Regions from separate parts of the Mus musculus genome. Here region 2 is linked to region 1. Evidence: chromatin contacts called from public Hi-C data. All regions are on one chromosome and are shown on one strand. The core of a region is the stretch at or near the end of the contact, and the rest is flanking DNA. Distances in the headings are between cores, read along the strand shown.

Region 1 (6,876 bases), core at 2,157-4,656:
GCATTGCCTTGTAACCCTGAAAGCAAGTGCTTTTTAGGGGTGCTATTTCAGAGGAAAGAGCCATTTCTGCCTTGAGCTCCTGCTTAAAGAGATTTTAGAGCTTGGCCTAAAAAAAATGCCATTGCCTTGGAGAATGAGAAAAGCTAGGAGTACCAAGTGTTTCTACCAGAGCACATGGCCAGGGTCCTTGTTTGTGGACCCAGGAGAAGAGTTAAAGGGAATCCAGAAGCCAAGACCATTAGGGCATAGGCAGCCCTTGCACCAGGTCATAGCATCCACCTGAGAGAAGAATGCTTTGTCACCCCATTGGCCTTCATACTCTGAATTGTCACATGTCCCCTTTCCAGTCTGATGAACCCAATAAAACTATAACATGTACGTAATATGTATGGATATAGAATTATTATTTTCACTATGATTCTTATCAACATATCTATTGAACACCTATAGGGTTATCTCAGGGACCTAGATCAGTGTCTCTATAGAAAAAAAGGGACATGATTCATGTTGTAAAGAGTCAATTTATGGCTAAAATGTTTGGAAGACAAAGCCATTCCCTTGCAAGCTTGAGAGATGAGTGGCTGTTTCATGATTGAAGACCATTGGACACAGCATAGTTACACCGAGTTTTCCCTCCAGAGTTAGTGATCTCTGGGAACCGCTACTCTCTTTGGTGGCATAACTGCCACTAGCCCAAGTACCCGTTATCTGTTTCCTGTTTGCCCTACTCAGATTCCCACAGCAGGGGCATGCCGTTTTCTTGTTATCAGTTTGAGATCGTCTACAGAAATGACTGACTCCAAAGTTAAGACTTTAAAAACAACCTACAGCTTTTCTCCTCCCCACTCATAAGGTAGCCTTAACCAGCTAGCACCCACCAAATACGGGTGACTTTGACTAAATTCCTTTGTGGTTACAACTGCCTCTGAAAAAGATGAAATTTGGGAGTCCTTGTCGTCCTCATTACTCCTTGAAGTCACTGAGCTAATGGCCACCTTACTCAGGGAGCATGTGTGATGACCTCTTTGCCCCACCCAAGGCAGCAAGACAGTTGGAGTGAGGTTTTGAAGTCTCAGTAAGAGGAAGAAAAGTGTCAATCTCAGCTTTGTTCTGGTGCCGTAGGCGATACTTAGTATCCTGTGTGATGGCGGTATCCAAGGTCCGTGGAATTTCCATCAATAGAGGAAAAGTTTGAACTGTTCAGTACTGACACGTTATAGTTAGTGCTGTTCCTACATAGCGCATCCTCTATTATCTTATGGATTGGTGGAAAATGAGTCTATCACCTCCTATTTTTAAATTTGGACAGGAGATCAAATCATGGTGGGAAGATTGTCAGAGACGGGTAGACGATTTTCTTTCAGTTGCCAGTGTGGGTGAGCTGGGTGACACAACGTGCACTGGTGAGTCTGGTGGAAGGGAAATCTAAGTGGCCGTCAGCTTCTACCACAGGAAGCAGCACAAAGGAGTCACAAAGGTTACTCATAGTACCTGACCTTAATACGGGGGAATCTTTAAAGCTGCCGGGGTATGTGAATCTTACAGTTTTGAGTAGATCTGCTAGATAAACGTGGACAAATGTGGCAGTGCACACCTCAAAACTGCAGCAGACTGTGGGCCTGTGGCTGGTGCGTTGGTCCGACCTGAAGGCAAAGGCATACTCAGGAGGGAGGAAGGGGGCAAAAGAAGAATGTTCTGTCCTCGTGCAGAGTTTATATACTTCCTGGATGATAGAGAATAAGATTTTGAGGACGCTCTCCTTTCCCTTTCCCTTTTTTCTTCAGGTTTCTGCCTTATTGGATATTGGATATATGTATGTGTATTTCTCTCTCTCTCTCTCTGTATATGTGTCTGTGTGTGTATGCATATCATTAGGATGTGTATATATCCTCCACTGTAACCTAGTACACTATATACGTATATGTGTGTACACTACATATGTATGCATACAAATATAAACACACATATGTTTAAATATGTATATGTTTACACATACATATATATGGTATACTAGATTACAGTGGTGACCTCAGTGAATAGATTCTAGAGAGAATCCACAAGGATTTCTCCCAAGGGCAACCACATGTCAACACCCGGAAAGTTATATGACTCTTAAAGAGATGTTCAAAAATCTTAGACAATCATAGACTCTCTTCCTAATGCTATTGTAGTGCTAAGATCAAAGTTGTGCAGGCTCCCAGAAGACAGTGGCAATGCATTCCCCTTCATACAGAAATAGGACCAAAGAGTTGTTACAGTGTCTCATCTAGCCAAGTTCCTCATAGCAACGTATCATGAAAAGGTCTGCCAACCATGATACATTGTCTGGATTTTTTAAATGGAGGTGTATATAAGGCCCAATCTCTCTAGGGACTTATGCCTACAAAGCACAGAAGTCACTTGGCACCTGCTTCAACTAAATAAGTTTATTTCCTGTGTGGGTCTCTCTCTCTCTCTCTCTCTCTCTCTCTCTCTCTCTCTCTCTTCCACTTGAACACTGTTCTACTTTGATGTTATTGAACATACCTACCTTTTTTTAACCGCCTTGCCAGCCAAATGAGAAATGCCAGCCCCGAGAATGCGGTGACCATGACGGCTACAGGAATGAAGAGGGGGTTGTAGTCACCTTCTTTGATCTTTGAGAAACTTCTGTTTGTCTCTGAAAGAGGAATCAGTAAGGCATATGGCATGAGCCACAGAATTATTCTCTTACTCAAGCTCATGATAGTCATCATTTTGGTCTTCTGATGTCCCCCAACAGTAACATATGTAACAGATGAGGGGAATAACACGGGAAGGCCCACGGTATGCATACAGCTGGACTGGCCTCTAGCCTTCTGCCTATGGGACCACAGTTCTCAGATCTGTGACTCATGGAGGTCCTGGGGATGTATCTCAAAACTCAAACAAGAAGTAGTCATCATGGTGTTTCGTTCCTGGTCTTGTTTAAAGGTTGATATCTGAGCACAGAGAAGAACTAGAAAGCTTACTAAACTGTAAGGAAAATGAAGTCAGCGATCTGAGCTGGGTAACTTGTTGATCAAAGGAAGCTGCTTCTACTACTTACATTGAATGAGATACACAAAAATCTTATTGCTTATATGCCCAGGGTCTGCAATGATATATAGCAATGCAGTTGGACCCCTGCCCTTCATTTCCACTCAAACCAACTAAAAGGCCATTTCTACCCTTTGGATATACAAACTGGGTTGGCTTACAGTCTCTTATTGAAAAGTACTAATTTGAAAAAAAAAATCTATCTTCTGATACCTCCAGGTGAAGGAATCTACTTTTACATATTGGCAACTGTTGGTTTGCTGAAGATGAGGAAATGAAAACTAAGTCGGTTGGAAAGGAAATGTATTTGATGAACCTGGCATACAGCCTTGCTGTAATGTCCTCGTTACCACCTTCCTGCTCCCTGCCCCCACTCTACTCCAAACACCCAGCGATCTTCTTTGACAGCTTCTTCAGGGCCTATCGCTTCTATTTTCTGTGAAGACGGTTTACATTGGGCAGACACTGGTAGCTGCTAGTTCATATGCTAACTTAACAAACAATTATTTTGTCACTTTTTTTTTCATGTACTCTGATGCACGGTGTATACACATGAGGAAGCTGCGGTCCTTCCCATGCACAGACAGATTGGGGAGACATCAGCTTGGGGTACTAGAGAACGGTTCACTTGTTGGGAGTTAGGGAGTCACTAGTGAGCTTAGAGGACGCATTGTTAAAAGATTAACGGGGAAATAAACTTGTGACAGAATAGAAGACATGGGTCATACATAAATATGTCAATGGGTTTACACTTTAAAGCAATAGGAGAGTTGAGAAAGAAAATAATTATCATGAAAGGAAAGCCTAAGAACAGGCAAGGATTTTATAGTGCACAACTGCATATCCATTTGTTTCTTAGGCCACATGTATTGAGGGAAAGGGACTTAAGTGTTTGTTATCTCCTTTCTGTCTTCTGCTAGCTGATCAGCTCCGGCTTTAAGCCTTCAGTATTTCTGAGTAAAATTACTCATGCTGACATATTGGACTAGGACTAGACCAGGTGCCAGATGATCTGCAGACAGTTTTTCTCTTGCCAATTAAGTTGGTTCCTTCTGAGCAGGTGAAGGTACAAGCAGAAGTAAAACTGAAGTTGGCCAGGGAGTGACTGCATTCCACTGTGCCCTGATTGGGTGCTGCTAGAGGTGCGCACTGAGTCACTTCAGGGAGGACATAACACAACAGGGCAGTCAGGACCAAAGGCAGTTTTCACCTTCTTATTACCATTAATTAATCGTGCATAACGATGGATTCCATTATGGCATTTTCAGAGATGGTATACATGTTGTTCTTTGGTCATCTTTGCACCACCCCCTTTAGCCTCTCCCATCTCCCTCCCAGTCTCATTGCCAATCCTAAAGCTTTTTGTTTCAGTATGGTTTTAACTTTTATGGGGGTGAGTAATGTATGTGTGTGCTGCACAGAATTATCTGGAAAGGAAATGGCACATGGTAATGAGCCACATGGCGTGAAGCAACCCAGGTCCTTGAGAGAAGCAAGTACTTTAAAACACTGATTCTTCTTTCCAGCCCCCATTACATGGTTTTGACCAGAGCCTCCAGAATTTATCAATGAAACCATCCATACAAATCTAGAAATTTCTAACTTGTGGGAATTACTTTGGACCGTACTTTCAGACTTGTGATATGGATAACTGGTCAGAGATAGAGACAACAAGGCATTGGCAGCCCATGGTGGTATAGGGTAGCCATTCCAAAAGGCTGCCCCAGCATGGTAACATGCAAGACTTCTGGAAATGTCATACCATACAGTCTTAGACTCAGAAGGCAGACTCTGGCATGGGACATGCTCAGTGATCACAAAGCTTTCAGCCTTTTCCTTAAGCAGCTTTGACAGACACCCCTACTCCCTGAAGCAGGCTTATCACTGATTCAATTCCTTACAATTCAGTTCCATGATGTCAACGATAGATTTTGGTTTACTTTAGAGAATTAAACTAGGGAACTATAAATATAAATGTAAAAAGCCTATCCAGAACTTCAGAGTTACCAGGTTTTTTTTTCCATCATCTATATGTGATAAACCCTGTCAGTCAAGAAAGGATGAAAACCCACTCTATTGCAAATGAAAACAATCAAGAGTGGGGCTTTGTTTTTTGCAGAAGTTGTTATTCTCCTGAGAGCTTACACTGGAGAAAAACAAAGAAAAGATGACTTTAAGAACCTACCAACTGAAGCAATCAAGAAAGACCTGTAAATCCCCTGAAAGAAACTGGTTGGTGCTAAGTTGGCCACCACATAAAATGGGTGTCATTGAAGGAGAGGAACCAAAGTTCAACTAGGGTTCATCAAGGCTTTATGTGATAACAATGAGAGAAAAAAAGATACAGAGTATAACTTCAATGTATTGCTGTAAATCAGATTATAAAATGCCAGATGACTTCAAAGACTTTTGCTTTTGTTTAGCTAGGTTTGGTTTGGATTGGTTTGGTGTTTTGCATTTCATTTTAGTGAGAAAAGCAAAACAAAACAAAACAAAACAAAACAAAACAAAACACTTGAAAAGCATCAAACTACAACCCAACTCTGGTTAAATTATACAGCAACAGAAGAAACAGACTTCTAGGCAAGACTCCCCTGTATTCTCAGACTATAAACACAAGCTTGCCACAACAAAGATCCACTCTAAAGTCACTCACCTTGGCAGATTGGCTCTGGAGATGACCAGTTTCCAGATGCTCCACACTGTGTTTCTGCAGTCCCAAGTAGCTCTCTTCCCTCAGAACAGTTGAAAGCACACTTGGACTGGAAGCTGAAGTTTCCCAAGGGGTGGATGCAGTCCATGGTACCCAACTCAGGGGCCTCCAAAGGCTCACACTGGACCACTTTCATGGAGAGAGAAGCAGGGTTGAGAAGAGTTATGAGGATTTGATTGGAATGGGGCTGGGGATGAATATAATCATTGTGCATTATATCCAAGTGTGATAGTGCCTATTTTTTAATTAATAAAAATTATTTTATTGAATTGTACATGTATAGGTGTTTTGTATGCAAGTATATTGTGTACTATTTCTGTGCCTGGAGCCCCAGGAGGCCAAAAGATGGCATTGTATCATCTGGGGTGGAGTCAGAGATGTCTGTTAGCCACCATGTGATGACTGGGAATAGAACTCAGGTCTGCTGTACGAGCAGCCAGTGCACTTAAGCTAATCCATCTCTTCAGCCCCATAAAAGAAATAAAATTTTGAAAATTGATTTATCAAGTGTTATCTTACACAAGTATTGGAGTAGGGTGGCAGAGTTTCACACCATTTCTTTTCACAGATTGACATTAAACAAATGACATTAAATGTCATTTCCATGGAATGTAATTACAGCCACAAAAAAGAAAAAAAAACTGACTGGAGACACTTGAGTCGTAGATATCCAAACAACATTCTTAGCATATTTGGAGGTCATGGCTAAAAACAGATTTGTTAATCCAAAGATCACATAGGTATATATACATCCATAAAATTCAGAAAATTTGAAGAAAGAAACAAACCAAGTCGTAATAATAGAAAAGACAGATACTGAGACTAAGAGTTTATGAGCTTGGATAAGTACAAATGAAAGAACCCAGAAGAAGTCACTATAGTCAACCAAACAATCAGAAGCCAGCTGGTGGTGGAATATGCCTCCTACCCCATTCGAATCTCTGAGTTTGATGCCAGCCTGGTCTATAGAGGAAGTTCTAGGACTGCCAAGGCCACATAGAGAAATGCTGTCTTGAAAACAAAAGACCAAAACCCAAACCAAAACAAACAAAATAGACAGTTAGAAAAAGGATATGATGGAAATCAAGAAAGCAAGCACGATGTTT
Region 2 (6,961 bases), core at 1,187-3,686, 1.8 Mb before region 1:
TGTGTGTGTGCATATGTGTATGAGTGCACACACGTAGGTCAGACAGCGACTTGCCTGAGTTGGTTCTCGAGTTCCACCATGTGGGTTGGAGGGATTGAACTCAGGTCATCAAGTTGGAGAGCCGGTGCCTTTCTTGGCTGGGCCAGCCCCTAAATACTGTTTTTAATGGTCTCCTTGTTCTCCTTCGCTGTGCTACGGGTGGAATATATAAAGATCTTGTAAAAAAAACAATGCATTGTAGGGTTGGGTGGGGCATCCCTCACAGTAGAAGCAGGGGCAGAAAGGTCTCTGAGTTTGAAGCCAGCCTGGTCTACATATGGAGCTTCAGGCTATCCAGGGCTACATAGAAAAAGACTCAATGTCAACAAACATACAAAAAAAGTCAGCAATGCATATACAAAGGACAATATACAAGGGTGTTGTGTATATTTACATATCTGCATACATCAACAGGTACGGAGAGGAGACCCATCCCTTCTTCTTGATGCTAGCTTTGGCATATAGCTGCTGACTGTCACAGCCATGGTCCTGCTAAACACTGGCTCCCTCCACACTTTGAATCTAGAAATGCTTTTAGAGTTGTATTTCATTTAGTGGTAACAATGGACTGAGGTAAACTGGGAAGCTCTGATTTGCTCCACTTTTGCAAATAAAGAGACGGAAGGTTGGGGGTTGGGAGGTAAAGTGACTGACCTGGGGTCCCACTGCACACGGGTGGCAGGCAGAGCCTGAGAGCGAGGCCAGCCTACTCAGGTCTCTGCTCTTTTCCTCACTGCACATTAGCTCAACTTAAAAGAAATCCTCTCAAATCATGGCCCCCGTCAAAATGCTAAACAGGATTTGCCATTTCTCTGAGCTCTTGTTTCATAGAAAACCTTGGTGTGCAGAGATGTGTACACAGAAATGACCGTTGCATCATTACCCTCAGAAGAAGGAAAAAAAACATGAAGATAACAGAAATGTCTACTTACCAGGAGTGAAAAATTACAATGTCTTTCTATAGTAGTTGTATATGCCTACAAGAGCCTGGGGTGTAGCTCAGGGGGCAGACTGATTGCCAGGCATTCACAGAACCCTGAGTTCAATATACAGTACATGTAATCCCCTCACTGAGAAGCTAGGGACCAAAGGATGTGAAATTCCAGGCCAGCCTGGGCTACAAGAAACCCTGTCTGAGGAGAGGGAAAAAACCCACCTCTCACTGACAATAGAGAACTCCCTCTGACTGTGCTAGAAAGATCTCTGAGAAAATTTGGTTAAAAAGAGCAGCCCTGTACACTCTAGAGTTACTATACAAACTAATTTATATAAAAATTAGAAACATATAGGCTACATAGGTATATGTGTGCATTAAAGTGTATCTAGATGCAGCTTTGCTCGGGATGACGAAAATGGTGGAAATAAATAGTAGCAATGGTTGTGTGGCATTGTGGGTATTCTTGACACTCTGACACACTAAAGATGGAGCTGGGACATAGTAGAGAGTGCTTTCCTAGTGTGGTCAGGGCCCTGTGTTTAGCCACCAGCACTGCCTCTACCCCCCAAATATAGAAGAATGAAGTTAAAATACATATATCCTGAGACTCAAAAAATAAATAAATAAAATAGAACACTAGGACACCAGGGTTCATTGGGGAGATGGCTCAGCAGGGAAAGGATTTACTGTTCAAGCCTGCGGACTTGAGGTCAGATTCCCCAGCCTTGCCATAAACGCCCTGTCAGTAGCCTGCATTTGTAATCCTGGTGGTAGGGTGGAGAAGCAGGAAGCAGAAGGACCCCAGGAGCTCCGGAGCCACATCAGTGACTCTAGGCTACGTGAAGATGGATGCCTTAAAACGGTGAAGCGTTGCAGACATGGACCTCTGACCTCTGGCACGGCACACACAAGACCAGGTACGCATGCATATTTCACACACAGATTTTTACTATGTACATTTCTAGTGCACATAGAAACGATGATTGCCGGCCACTGTTTCTGTGATCCAATGCTGTAGACATGAGCCGTGTTCACTGTACAAGCCCCCAATACACACTTAAAGCAACAGCAGGGCCAGGCAGGTGAGATGTGAAGCAGTCCTTCAAATCCAAGAGTCCCTTCAGCGGGTCCCACCCTTAGCCGGAATGGGGTGTTTCCTGGGTTCTTCCCGGGTTTCTGGGCCACAGACTGCTTAGGTTACCCAAAGAAGTCCAATGGAGCCAAGGGAACCAGGAAGGCTTCGTCTGGTCAACCTCTTCCTGGAGCTGATCTTGGTGGCCCGGTTGTTCAGGACACTGGATGCGGAGAGGTTTTACAGCACCCAGAGCCGGAGCTAAAACCAGGTTTCTATGCCTTAGCTTGCCTTCCTGCCTCTGGCAGCTCCCAGGGGCGGGGCTGTCAGTGGGGGACAGAGGCTGTCACGCGGGGACCCCCTCACACTGCAGGCTCTTTTCCTTCGTTGGCAGCGCAAAGTACTGATGAATCACGCTGTGGTTGTGTCACCCTGCCTTGCCCAGACTGGAGGCTGGGAGATAGCCTGCCATTCTGATTTTAGAGCGATTTTAGGCTGTAAAGAGGGGTCCATTCACCAACTACCCCGGAACCTCCTGCGGTGAAACCTGGGTGCGCCCAGCGGACACATTTGAAACTAGTTGCTGCTGGGCTTTTTTTTCCCCAACACCTCTTAGAGCCCTATCGTGCAGGAGTGCATAGTCAAAAGTGAAGATCAGTGAGCAGGGACATGGGGGGGGGGGGCGCTGCCCTACACTCCGCTGCTGTCCCGCCGGCTGCTGTGCGGTTACCGAAAGTCACCCCTCCTCCTTGGCCCGCAGCTGGCTCCCTGCTTGCTCGAGGTTTCCTGTCGAGCGTCGCCATCCCGGGCCGGGTTATCGCCAGTGATCTCCCATCTGAACCGCTCACACTCAGCCGCGGCCGCCCCCACTTGTGGTCCCTTTCCCCGGAACCGCACCGCCCCCGGACCTTTCGCAGAGCCTCCAGCCCGGGAGCACTGGGGGGGGGGGGGGCAGCTGGGGAGGGGCTGCTTTCTGACATCGGGGAGCGGCTGTCCAGGTGTCTCCCCTCTGAAAGTCAAGGAAAGGGCTAGTCCCCTGTCTGGGTTGGGGACTGTGGCCACACGCACGCCTGTCCATGGTGGCACGGGCGGGGACCAGGGGCCGGTTTCTAAGCTCAAGGCTGTGTGGGCTGAAACTGGTAGGTGGAGGGCTGGTCCCCGCCCCAAAGCACCCTCCACTTCCCTCCCTGAGAGAGCGGGAGGGGGCGGAGCGGGGGATGGGGGGGGGGAGAAAGGCTCTCTATTCTCGCACAGGGGGACTCCAAATGTCGTCAAAACTAACACTCTCAGAATGAAGGGCTTTCGTTTCGCGAAGCCCCGTCAGCTCTGAGCTCTGGGGCTTTCCTGGCTCACATATCCAGCAGGTGGAGAGTCACCGATTTTATTACGTGGGACATTCCGGTGTGGCTTATTGGGAGAATAAACTGGAATGTGATATGCCCAGGGTTGTGTGGCCTCCCATTCGCGGCAGGAATGAGGAGGTAGGCGCTGCTGAAGAGTCAGTGGTTATCCCGTTATTGGCCTAGGCTGGAATTAGTGAGCTGAGCTCATCAGCTCTCGTGAGAATGTGCTCAAGAAAAACTACAGATATACATAATTAACAACAACAAAAACAATAGAGTGGATGAGCTAGCTCCAGGGGTATGGAGGTACTCTGTTTGCCTTTGAGCAGAGCCCACCAAGTCAGCTAAAGGGTTGTAAAGTCTTGGTTTGGGTCTTGCATTGGAACCATTTGTGCCTCCAAAGGTGGAGTATTCAAAACTGGTTCCTCGTGTTGTCATGGCTAATATTCTTTGGGAAGCACAGCCTTCTGAGGTGGACTATCTGGAAATGTCTATAAATATAAATATATCCACACAACCCCAGCGTTTGCCGACATACAACTTTCCCAGGGACGGCAGCCTCAACCGGAATTAGAGCCACACTCTCGCCCTTTGTTGGATAAACTCAAGAGAACCATGGCTTTGGCATTGTAAGGGTGTCACATTCTGTCTTGTCAGTGTGGACACTGTAGTGCGTACCTTTATGAAACACACAAAGAAGGTTCTAGAATGTTCTGTTCTCTTTCCAGCCTCACTTTCCTCCCATGATGCCACTCTCTGAGGACCAGCTGGGAGGTTGCTAGTGACTACCCTGGGAGACACCCCACCCACCTGTGTCTTGGGGGATTCTGAAACAGGTGCAAGATGCCAGCCTGCTTAGGGGCAGAAGTGAGTGTCATGATCTATTAACCCTGTGGGTGTCCTTGTTCTTGGTTCGAAGCCATAAGCCACTCTGGACAATTTAGAAACTCAACAGATTGCTTGAGGCAGGAGTGGAGGGGGTGAGGGAGTGGGGGAGGTGAGGGGTGGGGGCGGGGGAGTGAAGAGGGTGTTAGGGTGGAAATAAGTTAGGAAACCATGCAAGCTGTGGCATATTCGTCTTCCTTTTCAGTTACTTTGTCACAGAGAACAACCCTAAGGCCCCTGCAGACTAGAATGACAGCGAAGACAAAAAGAATGAAAAAAAAATTTTTTTAAATAAATTTTAAAAAAAACTGCCGCTGCCAGAATGAAGCTGGAATCTTTCCCCCTGCCTAGACCCAGCTGATTTAAGGACTGAGAGCAAACCCCAAGGTATCTAACAACCCAGGAAAGGCCCTGCTTTGTGGTGAAGGCAGGAGCTCTTGAGTGCTGGCCCTAGTGCTCTCCACAGATCCTGCCTGTGTCCACCAAACCCCAAGCTTTTACAGCCTTTCTCAGCTTTCCAGTTCCACTGAGGATCCCTCCCCCAGAAACTCCAGCCTACACCAACCTCAAAAGTATCCATGTTCTATTCTCAGTGCAAAGAACCAGGTATTCTACACTGCTCAACAAACTCCATGTTGCCCAGGACAAACCCCGTTGTTAATTCTTTCCTCTCTACCTGGTGGGAAGCCAGGTTTTAGGCAGCCCCTCCCCCCACCTCATGAATAACATAATTGCTTAGATAATTAGGAGACTGATTGATTGGCTAAAGGTCATTAGTGCTATAAAATAAAGGAACCTTGTGGCTTACATTTCAAAGAGCCATTGTGTGAGAAGAGCAAACCTGTCCCTCCCACTCCCACCCCACTCCACCTCTACACCCCCACCACCACCACCATGTGGGAGCTTTGGCCAAAGCTAACACTCAAAGTGTGTGACCTTTGTAAAGTTATTTCCCCCTGTTTTTTTTTTTTACTCCTAAATAAGTTGTTAACCTAGTAACTTCTCTGGTTCACTCCTGTTGGGTCCAGCTCTGGGATCCCAGGTTCAAAGCTAATCATCAGGAGAAAAATTGCTTACGATTGCTTGTGGTTACAGAGTGTCAGATTCCCAAACTGCCCTTCACTTTCCGCTTTGATCCAGGAGTTGCAGGCTTTGTCAGGGGCTTGACACTCTGAGCTTGTCCGTTCTAGTCCTAAGGAAGATTGACCGGTCCTGTTTTCCCAGGTCAGACCCAGGCTGTGATCATGCCTCTGCCCTGCTTTTGACACAGGCCCAGGTCCTGTTGGGGCAGCATCCTTCTGATGGTTAATCAAAAAAGCAACCCCAGAGTTCATCTGGAAGGAGCTGCCAGCCTTCCAGGGAAGATCAGCCAACCGTTCTTAGCTTGCCAAAACCCTCATCTTTCAATATTCAGCACAAACGTCACCCGCTCTCGACGCATTGCTGTGCTGTGTTCAAGCAGGATGGGTTTTAGTGGGGATCTGTTTCTATTCTACAGGGTGACCTAGAAGTCAGAAGTCCTGGGGGTAAATTTACTGTTAAACAGGATAACAGTTTAGCTGGCTGGCCGCTGTGCACCTGCAGACCCAGCAACTCAGGAGCAGAGGCAGGAAGAATACTGGCGTCCTGCAGTTGAGTCTGGCCTGACTCAAAACAAAATATACAAGATTACTTTCAAATAAGATATTCAAATTTAAACTGTAGAAATGGATAGAATTGGTGATCGTATCAAAACAGGTATATATATATATATATATACATATATACACATATGTATCCATATATATATATATGTATATATATCCTCCATTATATGTCCATTTCTTATGAAAGGCCTGTAATTTTTAGGTTTTGTTTGTTTGTTTGTTTGGTTGGTTGGTTGGTTTAGTTTGGTTGTTCCATAGTAACAATTGTGTCCATCGTTTTAAGGTTAGAGGGTCTGAGAAGGTGTCTGGAGGGTTAAGGAAGACCTATGGGGCCTGTTATTCCAAATGTAGCTAGTGTTCTGTTCGTCGATTTTCCGTGCTAAAGCAATGAGCCCAAAACCTCTTGTGTGCCAAGCTCCATTTTAAAAATAAGTTTGGTCACATTTTTAAATTTTTTCTGACACTCTGCTGTTCCGGGCCCATTTTTCACTAATGATTTGAAGAGAAGGCTCCCTTGTTTTTTAAACAAAACAAAACAAAACAAAACACAACACAACAACAACAAACCCCTGAGAACTCTGCAAGGTCGGAGACCTTTTATTTACTTTCTGTCACTAAGAGCCAGTGTGCTGTGGGGGGCCATAGTAGTGTGAGACCTCCTGTGCTTTATACCTGTATCCTTGCTTTGGGGCTGAGCCCATTGCGACGACTCCCATCCTTCCTGTGCTATCAGCTCTCTGTGCCCGGACTTCCCAAAAACGTTTGACAAGACGAAGAGAAATGCAGCTTCAGAAAAATATGCCCGGTGCACAGCACGGTGTAGAAAAGAGACCCAGTTTTTCCCTTAGTCCTGCCGCCTGCGGTGACTTTTTTCTGACTTCAGAAGGCCGGGCCGCTTTGCTGGGGCACAAAGCACTCGCATTTCCCAGCCTGGGGATGCTAGGGTGAGTGAGGCTGTCCGAGCCGCGCGACTTCTCAATCCTTTCCTGGAGGTGTGTTTGTCAGTCTGGCAACCCTCGGGTGCCCAGCCCACGCCCGG

Evidence for each region. A called contact is a pair of places that touch in the nucleus more often than the background predicts.
Region 2: a Hi-C map of CD8 T cells shows a contact between it and region 1, with 7 times the contacts expected there. The contact joins two enhancer-like sites. A contact is called at or near these places in 2 of 484 Hi-C or Micro-C datasets (CD4 T cells and CD8 T cells) and 2 of 115 datasets of contacts at active chromatin or transcription factors (CD8 T cells and regulatory T cell precursor).

Annotation. Positions count from the first base shown.
Region 1 is chr1:164,067,896-164,074,771 of GRCm38.p6, reverse strand. It overlaps Sell (selectin, lymphocyte), which reads right to left. Exons shown (of 9, transcript NM_011346.2): 6 at 5,714-5,899; 7 at 2,531-2,659. Among named protein-coding and RNA genes, the nearest start is that of Gm51665, 8.3 kb to the right of the region's middle. Within about 2 kb of position 3,406, at least 39 of the 459 cell types and tissues checked have an H3K27ac peak or open chromatin away from gene starts, as enhancers often do. A contact at or near this core is called in CD8 T cells, where this site is marked.
Region 2 is chr1:165,841,031-165,847,991 of GRCm38.p6, reverse strand. The region is part of intron 1 of Cd247 (CD247 antigen); the gene reads right to left. Gm32999 (a long non-coding RNA gene) reads left to right here. Exons shown (of 3, transcript XR_003948767.1): 2 at 1,751-1,893. Among named protein-coding and RNA genes, the nearest start is that of Gm32999, 4.6 kb to the left of the region's middle. Within about 2 kb of position 2,436, at least 160 of the 459 cell types and tissues checked have an H3K27ac peak or open chromatin away from gene starts, as enhancers often do. A contact at or near this core is called in CD8 T cells, where this site is marked.